Regions from separate parts of the Mus musculus genome. Here all the other regions are linked to region 1. A link is a contact called in public Hi-C and HiChIP or PLAC-seq data. All regions are on one chromosome and are shown on one strand. Each heading gives the region's core, a stretch centred on a gene start, on an enhancer-like site or on the middle of the called end of the contact. The rest is flanking DNA. Distances are from core to core; before and after follow the strand shown. Region 1 holds the start of Sh3rf1 (SH3 domain containing ring finger 1). Region 2 has its middle 23 kb from the start of 5730405A17Rik. Region 3 holds the start of 5730405A17Rik (a long non-coding RNA gene). Region 4 overlaps Nek1 (NIMA (never in mitosis gene a)-related expressed kinase 1).

What was found. A called contact is a pair of places that touch in the nucleus more often than the background predicts. HiChIP or PLAC-seq counts read pairs in DNA pulled down with a chosen protein or histone mark.
Region 2: an H3K27ac HiChIP or PLAC-seq map of regulatory T cells shows a contact between it and region 1, with 3 times the contacts expected there. The contact joins the enhancer-like site here to the promoter of Sh3rf1 in region 1. A contact is called at or near these places in 1 of 15 datasets of contacts at CTCF or cohesin (pro-B cells), 7 of 484 Hi-C or Micro-C datasets (CD4 T cells, the N1E-115 cell line, group 2 innate lymphoid cells and 3 more), 21 of 115 datasets of contacts at active chromatin or transcription factors (the 230-238 cell line, VIP interneurons, bone marrow-derived macrophages and 15 more) and 1 of 9 other capture datasets (liver).
Region 3: a contact with region 1 is called in an H3K27ac HiChIP or PLAC-seq map of embryonic stem cells, with 6 read pairs. The contact joins the promoter of 5730405A17Rik here to the promoter of Sh3rf1 in region 1. A contact is called at or near these places in 1 of 15 datasets of contacts at CTCF or cohesin (large pre-B cells), 1 of 484 Hi-C or Micro-C datasets (the N1E-115 cell line), 16 of 115 datasets of contacts at active chromatin or transcription factors (CD8 T cells, bone marrow-derived macrophages, craniofacial prominence and 10 more) and 1 of 9 other capture datasets (liver).
Region 4: a Hi-C map of lens fibers shows a contact between it and region 1, with 2.6 times the contacts expected there. The contact joins the enhancer-like site here to the promoter of Sh3rf1 in region 1. A contact is called at or near these places in 10 of 484 Hi-C or Micro-C datasets (the AML12 cell line, the C2C12 cell line, the G1E-ER4 cell line and 6 more) and 3 of 115 datasets of contacts at active chromatin or transcription factors (bone marrow-derived macrophages, neural tube and stem cell-derived neural progenitor cells).

Annotation. Positions count from the first base shown.
Region 1 is chr8:61,222,869-61,225,520 of GRCm38.p6, forward strand. Sh3rf1 (SH3 domain containing ring finger 1) reads left to right here and starts at 1,303. Exons shown (of 12, transcript NM_021506.2): 1 at 1,303-1,478.
Region 2 is chr8:61,449,747-61,452,398 of GRCm38.p6, forward strand. It overlaps a transcript of Sh3rf1 not described here. Among named protein-coding and RNA genes, the nearest start is that of 5730405A17Rik, 23 kb to the left of the region's middle. Within about 2 kb of position 1,350, at least 109 of the 459 cell types and tissues checked have an H3K27ac peak or open chromatin away from gene starts, as enhancers often do. A contact at or near this core is called in the 230-238 cell line, bone marrow-derived macrophages, effector CD8 T cells and 6 more, where this site is marked.
Region 3 is chr8:61,426,788-61,429,439 of GRCm38.p6, forward strand. 5730405A17Rik (a long non-coding RNA gene) reads right to left here and starts at 1,341. Exons shown (of 4, transcript XR_001778559.2): 1 at 941-1,341. It also overlaps a transcript of Sh3rf1 not described here.
Region 4 is chr8:61,059,124-61,061,775 of GRCm38.p6, forward strand. All of the region lies in intron 17 of Nek1 (NIMA (never in mitosis gene a)-related expressed kinase 1), which reads left to right. Among named protein-coding and RNA genes, the nearest start is that of Nek1, 67 kb to the left of the region's middle. Within about 2 kb of position 1,293, at least 7 of the 459 cell types and tissues checked have an H3K27ac peak or open chromatin away from gene starts, as enhancers often do. A contact at or near this core is called in the G1E-ER4 cell line, where this site is marked.

The sequences.
Region 1 (2,652 bases), core at 53-2,552:
GGAAAGGAAGTGGGCAATTATTTTTGGTATTCATACAGTCTAAGTCTCAGCATATTAATCTCTTTAGAACAAAGCTGGGAAGGATGACATAGAGAGCTGCTGTGAGGATGGAATTAATACGTTTAAGAGTTTAGTACGGTGCCTGGCTTAAAATGACTGATGATTGCTACTTGCTATAATTTTATTTTCTTAACTTGAATGATACTCACTTATCTATTTATTATTATGACTTAGCTGTGGCTCTGGTTGGAGATGAACTGATAACCCGAGATTCCTTTTCAATTCCTTATCAGCTTGGTTGGTGGCCTGGCAAGAATTTCATACACGATCTCTCTTGTGAAGTTACTTTTGGTAAACTGACAGTAAGTATAAATGAATCACACTCTTTGACAACATTTAACGCGTCTCTGAAATAAGTTTGACAAACAAGCCTACACACACACACACACACACACCCTTGGACACCCCTTTTTGCAAGCCCACATTTCAGAGAATACAGGTGTGTGCCCGGGGCAACAGAAACAGATTACAGAGATGATGATGATGGCTGCCTCCAAGGCGCAGATAAAAGAGGTATCCCCTAGCCAGCTTCAAGGCGCCGGCCCACCTGGGTCAGACTTTGAATTCACCCCATTTTAGGCAGGTAGGAAGAACCTCCCCAAGACTGGCTTTAATCTCCCACCTGTTTTTCTAGTTTTTTTTTTTTTCTTTTCCCTTTCTCATTCTGAATTTTAGGATCCGCATTTCTCCAAACTTGCTTGGATTTGTCTCCCTTGGCTGCTGCAGTGGGGGCTGATTGCTGGGTGGAAGAGGCGGGCCCCGGGATCCATAGGGTGGTCACTAACCCGGACTCCAGAACTAAGGGGTCTCACTTTGCTCTCTCTATATCCACCCAGGCAGTGTGCACGCCCAGCAAAGCGCGATCGGTTCCCGCCAGAGCCACTCCCTTCCCAGGCCACCGGGAAGAGTCGGTCTCCAGGCACCGGCCAGGCGGAGCCGGAGGCCGGCAGGGCGCCCTTGCCCCAGCCTCTTCCTGGTCCCTCGGCGCCACTCCCACCGCCCTCCTCCTGGGTAGCCCAAATTTGCTCGGGGTGCACGTCCTCGGGGCGTGAAGGCGCGGGTCCCCGAGCCTTCCTCCCGCTAAGTGCGTCCCCGAAGCTGCCGCCCGCTGGGGGCTCCAGCGCGGGTCCCCGAGCGGCGGGCGGCGCTGTGGTGCGTCCCTCCGGTCCCCGGGCGCCCGCTGCGCGCTGCCTCCGCCTCCTCCTCCTCCTTGGCGGCGTCGCGTTCCCCCGCCCTCCTTGCTGGGCGGGTGGGAGGCGGCGGCGGCGGCGTGCTGTGCGAGCGCGCGCGAGGGGGGCGGCCGTGAGGAGGCTCCCGGTGCCACCGCGGCGGCCGAGCCACACGGGCAGCGGGCTCGGCGGGGCTGCATCTACCAGCGCTGCGGGGCCGCGAACAAAGGCGAGCAGCGGAGGCGCGAGGTAGGGTGCGCGGCGAGTCGGAGACGCCGGGCGCGGGGTGGTGGCCGGTGGTCGCCCGCATCCCAGTGGTGCGCGCGGGTCGGTCCCCGCGCTTCCCCTTTGGGTCTCCGGGACCTGCCGGGAACGAGCCCCGCGGCCTCTCTCGTCTCTTCCGAAGCCTCTGCCGGGCCTTGGGGCCGCTCTCTCCCCGGACACAGCCGGGTCCCTTCTGCCTCTGGGGTGGCAGTCTCCGGGGACTGTCGCTGAGCTCATCCCCGCGGGGTCGCTAGTCTGCTTCCCGCCGCACTCAGTGGCGCTGACTTTGGCCAACTTAAGGCTGCATCTTTATTTTTCTTTAAGTCCTTGAAAACTTCCACCGATCGGTGTTGGGCAATTTTTTTTTTGTCCTGGATTTGACCTAAAGGGAGGCTGAGAGGAGGCAGCTGGGTGAGATTCCCTGTTTCTGGAGCTACCCGGCCGCAGCCTCAGCTCCTAGGACCATCTCTGTCCCCGGCTGGCGACACCTGGCTCTGGGGTGTGTTTGTGGCGAGCACCACGCCAAGGGGTTGGGGGCTACCTGTGCCCCACCGTGGGAAGAGGGGCGTACCCTGGCTCTCCCCAGAACCGACTAGTCAGGAACAGCTGTTAATGTAGCCTCCAAATCCTTTCACCCCCTCCCCACCTAGGCATCTACATTGGTTGGGGTGGTGGTGGTGGTGGGGACAGCGATGCACCAACTGGCTTCAAATACTCTTTCTCCTGAGGGGGCCGTTTTTCAGATGTACCCAGAGTTTTAAGCCTAGCATTCATTCCATCGTCGAATTTTGGTGAACATTTTACTAGATTTTTCTGAATGGGATTAAGACAAGCGGTTCAGAAATCTGTTTCAGAGTTTGTCAGCCATGCCGGAAAGGGTGATTTTTCTTGTAGCTATTTTCAAGCAGGTTTTGGCTATATCTTTTAGAATTGCCGACCATCAGCTCTGGGGGGTGGGGGGTGGGGGGCCTTAGATAAGATTAAGCTGTCTGTTCTCAGACAGGGAAGACACATATGTATTTAATATTGGGATCATTCACCCAGGGCAAGGCTTCTTAAATGATAACGGTGGCTTAAAAATTGGGAAGGTCGTTGGACTTAAAAGTATTGTTTTAGATAGAGGAAACTTCCAGTCGGTTTTGCTTAGGTTCTCCAATAA
Region 2 (2,652 bases), core at 100-2,599, 230 kb after region 1:
CATTGTGAAAATTCTTCTAGAAGAGAGAACCACTTTGGAGGAAGTGGTTCCTCCTTTCCTAGCCCTGAGGAGGAGCTGAGATTCCCATGTTGGCTAGACGAAGGTCTTCTGAGGCCAAAGTGGGGACTGCCTCATATAGGATACAAGATGAATGAAGCAGTAAAGGTTACCCACTCACCACTACCACCACCACCACCACCACCACCACCAAAGAAGCAGTAGAGGCTACCCCTTCACCACCACCACCACCAATGAAGCAGTAGAGGCTACCCCTTCCCCACCACCACCACTGGCTGGTTTACAACCACATGCTTCTAAATACAAACTCTTTTTAAAAAGAGAAAAGAAACCGACGTTTCAGGGAGCACGTTTATTTATAGTGCAATCAGCAGATCCCCTGGTCCTTCATATACTTATTTTTGTAGAGCTGGGGGCGGAACCCAGGTCCTTTCATGTGTCATGCAGGCATTTGAGCAGTAAACTATAGCCCCAGTCTGAGCAATTAATCCTTGTGAACCTTTTCGAACGCTGAGCAGAACTTCTGGCTTTAGCTACAAAATTCTGATTCAAAAGATACATGTGAAGTACCGGTTTTAGGGTTCTGTTTAAATCGAGAGTGGTTTAAAGATCTGTGAAGCTGGAACACACAGAGGCATAGTGGGTATGTGGAGAATGAAGGGTCAGCAGGAATTGCTAAGCTAAGCAGGACACGGTAGTGCAACATCTGCAATTGCTGGACTCCAGGAACAGAGGCCGAAGGATCGTGAGCTGAGACCAGCCTGAGTTACAAAGTGTGATGGTTTATATATGCTCGGCCCAGGGAGTGGCACTAGAAGGAGTGGCTCTGTTGGAGTAGGTGTGTCACTGTGGGCATGGGCTTTGAAACCCTTATCCTAGCTGCCTGGAAGCCAGTATTCTGCTAGCAGCCTTCAGATGAAGATGTAGAACCCTTAAGTCCTCCTGCATCACGCCTGCCTGGATGCGGCCATGTTCCTGCCTTGATGATATTGGACTGAACCTGTAAGCTAGCCCCAATCAAATGTTGTCCTTATAAGAGTTGCCTTGGTCATGGTGTCTGTTCACAGCAGCAAAACCCTAAGACACACAACAAACTGCTTTTTCAAAATAGCCAAGCACTGGGGATGTAGCTCTGTGGTATAGCACTAGTTAAACACGAACAAGGTTTGATCTCCAGCGGCACACGAGTAAGCTAGGATGAAGGAAGAGAAAGTGAGGAAATACCAAAAATCCCTCAGCATAAGAGAGACTCAACATCTCTGTGACAGAGGGTTTAGGTTGTGCATAGTTCAAATCGAAAGAGAGCTTGCTAAAGGCAGTGCAGTTTCATTTAAGAACTAAGAGATACGTCTGTGGTTTCGGTTTTGTTTTCTGTTCAGTTATGATCTATAGTCAGCTCCTACAGAGCTCCTACAAACCAAGGATTAGACCTGGGTGCTGTGAACCTGGCTTGCAGCGTCCCTTGTGTCCTTTTATAGGGGAAAATACCCCTTCCGGGTCCCCAGAGATATCTGCAGGAACCACTTACAGAAACCACAGTAGGGACAAGCCCCTGGGAAGCTTTCACCTTGGTAGCTGAACGTAAATGCAGTCCCAAGCAGAGTTGGGGATGCTCAGATGCCATGCATTTGAGAGGACTGAGTGAGACCTGGAGGTAGGTAGAGTCATGTCCTTTCAGCTCCTTATCAGAGGGAGAGGGGGGAGTAGGTCCCAGACTTGAGTCAGGCAGGAAGCAGTATTTTGGAACTTCTGTCATTTCCAAGAAAATGTGTCAACCTGCCCCCCCCCCCCCCAACTACCAAAACCACCACCAAGGCGGTTGATGACAGCTAATATTCTGAAGATTACTTTAGGAATGTACCTGTGTGCTTCACTCGAGCTGGTGAAGTGACTCAGAAAGCACAAGCGGTGCCAAGCAGCTTCCGAATGACACTTTTGCTTCTGATAACTTTCTAGAAAAATTAAATGTTCTGTGAAGGATAAATTGCTGTTTGATGCGAATTGTCTTGTTAAAAAGCCATTTCTCCTCCCCAGCAACCTACTTCCTATGTCATTAAGCCAGCTGATTGGCTATGTCTAGACAATCATGATGGTGATTTACTACCTTTATGTGTGGTCGATGCTGGGGGGAGGGGGTCCAGGGTGGGGGAAGGGCAGGCGCATTCCCCATCTCTGGTGTCTCTTGGAGAGTTGATGATCAAGTCCCCAGCCGTGGCATTAAACACAGCAATAGAACACGGAGGCACAGTGAAGCATTTCCACCGCAGGTTATGAGCTGAGATATAAAATAAGATTTATTTGCAACAATCTGATAGAGAAAATTGAGTCCTGGGAATTGATGTCCTACAAAGGCTTTCTCATCACCCAGGGAGTGACTATGGATGTGAGTCACACTGTGAGAGGAAAGAGCTGGTGGTGGCAAAGACATAAAACTGGAGCGTTGACATTTGCTGCAGCCACTCTTAAAGATAAAGGAATTGACCAGTTTGTGCAATGTGAAATATGCTCACAATTACAGCCTTTTCTGATCCAGGCTCTGCTCGCAGCTGGATACCTTGGGCTTTTAAATTGATGCTATCATTCAACCTTTCTTTCTTTTTTTAATGCACTTCTTCTGCAAATGTGGTACCAAAT
Region 3 (2,652 bases), core at 91-2,590, 200 kb after region 1:
CTTACTGAGCATGCACTCTGATAGAAGAGGATCAGAAACAAGAGGGAAGGAAAGGAGGGCTGTTGAAAAGTAGAGAAGCTGGCGTTGATCAGGGAGATGGGGGTGGGGGTGGGGGAGGAAATGAGTGGGTGTGGTCGAGTAGAAAAGCCAGAGTTGCCTAAAGAGGTGGGGGAGGGCTGGAGAGATGGTTTAGCAGTTAAGAGCACTGACTGCTCTTCCAAAGGTCCTGAGTTCAATTCCCAACAACCACATGGTGGCTCACAACCATCTGTAATGGAATCCGATGCCCTCTTCTGGTGTGACTGAAGACAGCTACAGTGTACTCATATAAATAAAAAAATAAATTAATTTTTAAAATTAAAAAAACAAAAAAGGAGGTGGGGGAAAGGTCGCCCATTTGGAAAAGTGCCCGCCATGCAAACCCGAAGACCTGAGCTCAGATTCCAAGAACCCATGCAAAAAAACAGGCACAGAGGTTCACATCTGCAACCTCAGCCTGTGGGCGGGGCTTCAAGACAGGTCAGAAGTATTTTGTGATGGTCACTCTTGACAATTACCTTGCTGGGATTTAGGGTCTCCAAGGAAATGCATCTCTCAGTATCTGTGATGAAACATCACAGATGGACATATGGATGATGTCTGACTAAGGAGGAAAGACTCACCGTGAGTCTGCTGAAGACTGTCCCGTGGACTAACTGGAGGAGTGCATGGAATAGAAGAGGAGGAGAGCAAGCTGAGCACCAGCGTTCACTTCTCTCGCCCTCTGGACTGCGGATGCGGTATAACCAACTCTCACCCTTGCACCACAATACCTTTCCTTCCCATGGTGAACCCTATCATTTCTTTATCCATTTTAAATTGTTAGCCAGAATAAACACTTCTTCATTTGCACTGCTTCTTGTCAGGTCACAACAATGAGAAAACTAATATATATACTTACAGAGACTGAGGAAGGAAAACTTGAAAGGAATAAACGAGAGGATGTTTGAGAAAGCTCCTGGCACAGTCCAGGGCCAAGGAAGCTCAGGTCAGCTCCATGATGGTTACAATCTCCTACATTCCAGCAGCAGCAGGGGTGGCGGAGTTGGGGGAAGGGAGATGAAGGTTGTGACACCCTCCCTCTGGAGGGAGGCTGAACCTTGTTCACTGCCGTTGCTGAACTGTTTGCTTGAATGCATGAGAGAAAGAGAGACGCTATAATCAGTCACAGAAACTGCTCCAACCAAACAGCTTCTCTTTCTTCTTCTCTTCCAAGGAACAGATCCTGGCCAAGAAACCCTTGCAATTGGTGGAGTGTTGTATGCTTCACCCTCTGGCCAACTGTTAACACACTGTGGCTCTGCTCCAAGTGTGGCGCACCTGCCGCAGAATCTGCAAGGACACTGGCAGAATAGAGATATCTGGACTCTTTCCCAGCCCCTCTCATTCTGAATTTCTAGTAGGGGAGAGACTGGGATCATTCTGTAACAGACTCGTTCACCTGAGTTTTTAGATTTAGGCACTACTGACACTAAAGAAGATGCCCTCTAATTGACGTTTTCCCTAAGAGTCAGATAATTCCTGGCCATGATTTGGTGAATTACAACCACTCTGAAATTTTATGATAATGTGTGCTCATCACCTCATCAAAGTGCTCCAGTTGACTTAGACCCCAGCTGGTTCAGATCGCCACACGCATTGTCAGGTGAGTGTTTCAGCCAAAGGCCTTCTGCCAAATACCACTCACTTGAACTTGTTTGCAGCTTTAAGCAGTCTGAGGGAACACATTCATGCTGGTCCCCTTCTTACTCTATGGGCTTCCAAACAATGAGTACAATTCCATCCAACATTCTCAAGAAGTAGGGCAGCACACATGTTCAGGATACTGATGCAAGGAACTCTGTTTCTTTGCACAGTTTCAAGTAGGACTAAACTCCACATGCTGCCTTTTGGCAATATTCTTTTCAAGCCTTTACAGCCTGTGTTCCCATGCTACTAAAATGCCAGCTCCGTGGGGGCAGTGTTAGTGTCTTCCACCATTTTCTCCCCAGAGCCTAGAAGAGGGTCAAACACACAGTAGTCATTCTTGATAAATGGATAAATGGATAAATCCATTCCACTTCCTGAAACAAAGAGCCAAATTTGCACGCATCTCCATCTGTGGAGCATCACTGTTTCCTGTAGTTTACTTCTGCATTCTTCGGCCCACCAGTTAACTACCCCCTATATAAATCTGTGCAGTCTTCACTTTACATATAACTTTCTGGTGACCCCATAAAAAATTGGCAGAAATTCTCGGAAAGGATGATATTGTAATTGGTCTTGTGGGGGAATCCATGGAGGGATAAATTTCACATTATTCATGTTTCCAGATGGGCCTTAGTCCCCAGGGCAGTCATTCCAGAACTTTTTCTCAGCATTAACTTTACTCCAAGAAATATAAATACTGATTTAGGGCTTGATGGCCCCCACAAAGGGCTCCCCTGTCTTAGTGCAGGGTGGGAAAGAGGGTGGAAAAAAACGCAGCTGGGAAGTAGGGTGGTAGCCTGGGGTCCACAGAGAGGGCCCTGTGTGTGAGCAAGAGATTGGTCTGCAGGGTTTCTCTAGAGGATGAGACCCAAGGGTGGGAGGTGGTGGAAGGGGCAGAGAACTAGCTAGATGTAGACTTGTCTG
Region 4 (2,652 bases), core at 43-2,542, 160 kb before region 1:
GCCAGTAGCAATCTACACATTCAATACAATTCCCATCAAAATTCCAGCTCAATTCTTCACTGAGATAAAAAAGGACAATTTGCAAATTTATCTGGAATAATAAAAAAACCTAGGATAGCAAAAAGTATTCTCAACAATAAAAGAACCAACTTTGCTTTTTATTGACTCACTAAATCCATCTAGCATTGCCCCTATGTGCCCATGTGGGGCCCTCTAGTGGAGCATGGGAAACCTAGCTTCAATAAAGAGTCTCTTCACCTGCCAATAGTTCCTCACCAAGGGGTAGAGTAGGGCCTGGAGAGATCATTTATGCCTACATGATTTTACAAAGGTATTGTGTGGGTAGCCACAGCTGCTGTGAGTTCATGAATTCTACAGCCATGTCAATCCACAGCAGAGGCTAACCACCTCTCTATTGCTGCAACCCTTTAATACAGTTCCTCATACAAGTATTTCTGTTGCTACTTCATAACTGTAATTCTGCTGTTATGAGTCAGAATATAATATCTGTGTTTTCCAATGGTCTTAAGTGACCCCATTGAAAGGGCCATTGTACCCACAAAGGGGGTCCCAACCCACATATTGGGAACTGCTGTTCTAGAAGACAGATGTCACAGCGCTTTTCCCGTCCTGACTCATTCTTTCCACTGCCTCTTCTATGATGTTCCCTGAGCCTGTGACCTGTTGTTGTTGTTGTTTAAAGATTTATTTATTTATTTACTTATTATATGTAAGTACACTGTAGCTGTCTTTAGACATCTCAGAAGAGGGCATCAGATCTCATTAGGGATGGTTGTAAGTCATCATGTGGTTGCTGGGATTTGAACTCACGACCTTCGGAAGAGCAGTCAGCACTCTTAACCGCTGAGCCATCTCTCCAGCCCCCTATTCTTATTTTTAATTAACTGAATTTTAATTAAAATTTTCTATTTATTTTTTTCAAAACAGGGTTTCCTCTGTGTAGCTCTGGCTGTCCTGGAACTTACTATGTAGGTTAAGCTGGCCTCGACCTCACAGAGCTTGGCCTGCCGAGTGCTGGAATCAAAGGCAGGCGCCACTATTACCCAGCTATAAAATATATTTTGATGACGGTTTTCTCCTCACCACCTTCTTCACCTCCCTACCCATCCAGTTGTAGATGTTTCTCTCTCTTTCAAAAAACCAAAAACACTTCTTTCATAAAGGTTCTGCTCTGTGAAGAAGCAGACATTTGAAGGATTTGTTTAACTTACATGTTCCCTTGTTTCTTCCCCATTGTTCTGTGGGGATTCTGCTCTGTCATCTTCTCTCACTGTTGATAATGGGGCGGTGTTTTTTGGATCATACTCCCCTTTAAGCAGCTGTTTCTCTTTTCTGATAATTCCTAGGACTGCTGTTTTATCCCTGAGGCTCTGAGATGTAACCTGATTATCATTCACTTGTCAAGTCTTGTTTTTTCCTTGGCAGGATACCGGTTCTCACTGGTGTGTGGAGATCTCAGTAGAGGTGTTTACCTTCAGTTCTCAGAATATTCTCAACTGACGATCACCCTAAATACTGTTTCTTTAAATGCTTATCTTTCCAGGAAAACTGCTGTCACCCGAGAGTGTAGCCTGCGCATGTAATACCTTCCTTCCGTCCTTCTGTTCTGTCCTCCCCTCATTTCTGCTGCGCTCCTCCAGGCTTCTTGATTTTCCAGCTCACTGATAGACTTAGCTCGAAGCTCAGCTAGTCAGTTTGTTTTTACTTCAAAACTTGTGTTTATATGCTTGTGAATTCTAACTTGTTTTCCCTTCCAGCTTCTTTATTCCCTTCTCATTTTCCTGCTACAGTCTCATTCTTCGTGCATGACTCGCTGTATGTTACATTGTCTAGAATGCTCCTTTGCCAATGAAAATCCATCCTTTCTAATTCATTTTACTCAAATTTTAAGGACACAGGCAGAACGCAGCCAGATTTTTTGCCAAACATAGAATGATTGCCTTCTAGCCTACTTCCTACTGAAATCCTTATTCACTTCACCTCCTGACACTTCAGGAGCCTGGCCTTTCCTCTCTGAGTTTCTCCCAGCCTTCTGCTGTTCCGTACTCCTGCCTGCATTTTTCAACTATCACTGTTCATAGCCTTCTGGGGCTTCTTGAGCCCACAGCTACAACTCATTCATGTTCTTCCGATAACCTATTCTGAAAGCCATGCCAAGTGAAACACCATGGCCAAGTTTATCAATGCAACCATCCCATCTCTGACACTAGTTTTCTGTATATTTTTCTGTTCATTGTGACCAAATACCTGATGAGATTAATTTTCAAGGAGTAGAGATACACTTTGGCTTACTGTTTCAGATGACATAGTATGTCCTGGTGAGAAAGGCTTGTGACGGTTGCTTTTTAGATTTTGTCAGCATGAAGCAGACAGTGAGCTGAGCAATGGTTTTTTTTTTTTTTAAGGAGTATTATGTTTTTCCAAGATAAATCTATTAATTCAAAACTCCTTCATTTTCTTACTACCTAGGTGTATATGTATAAAACCACCTTAGAAATATGATTGTGAATGTTTGTAGGTTTCATTATGTTTGGGTAGATCTATCATGTATTATATTTGTAGAACAAAGCTATTTTCATGCAATTTGGGAAGAGTAGGAATTTGTAATCAGGTGTTAGATAAGAATATGTA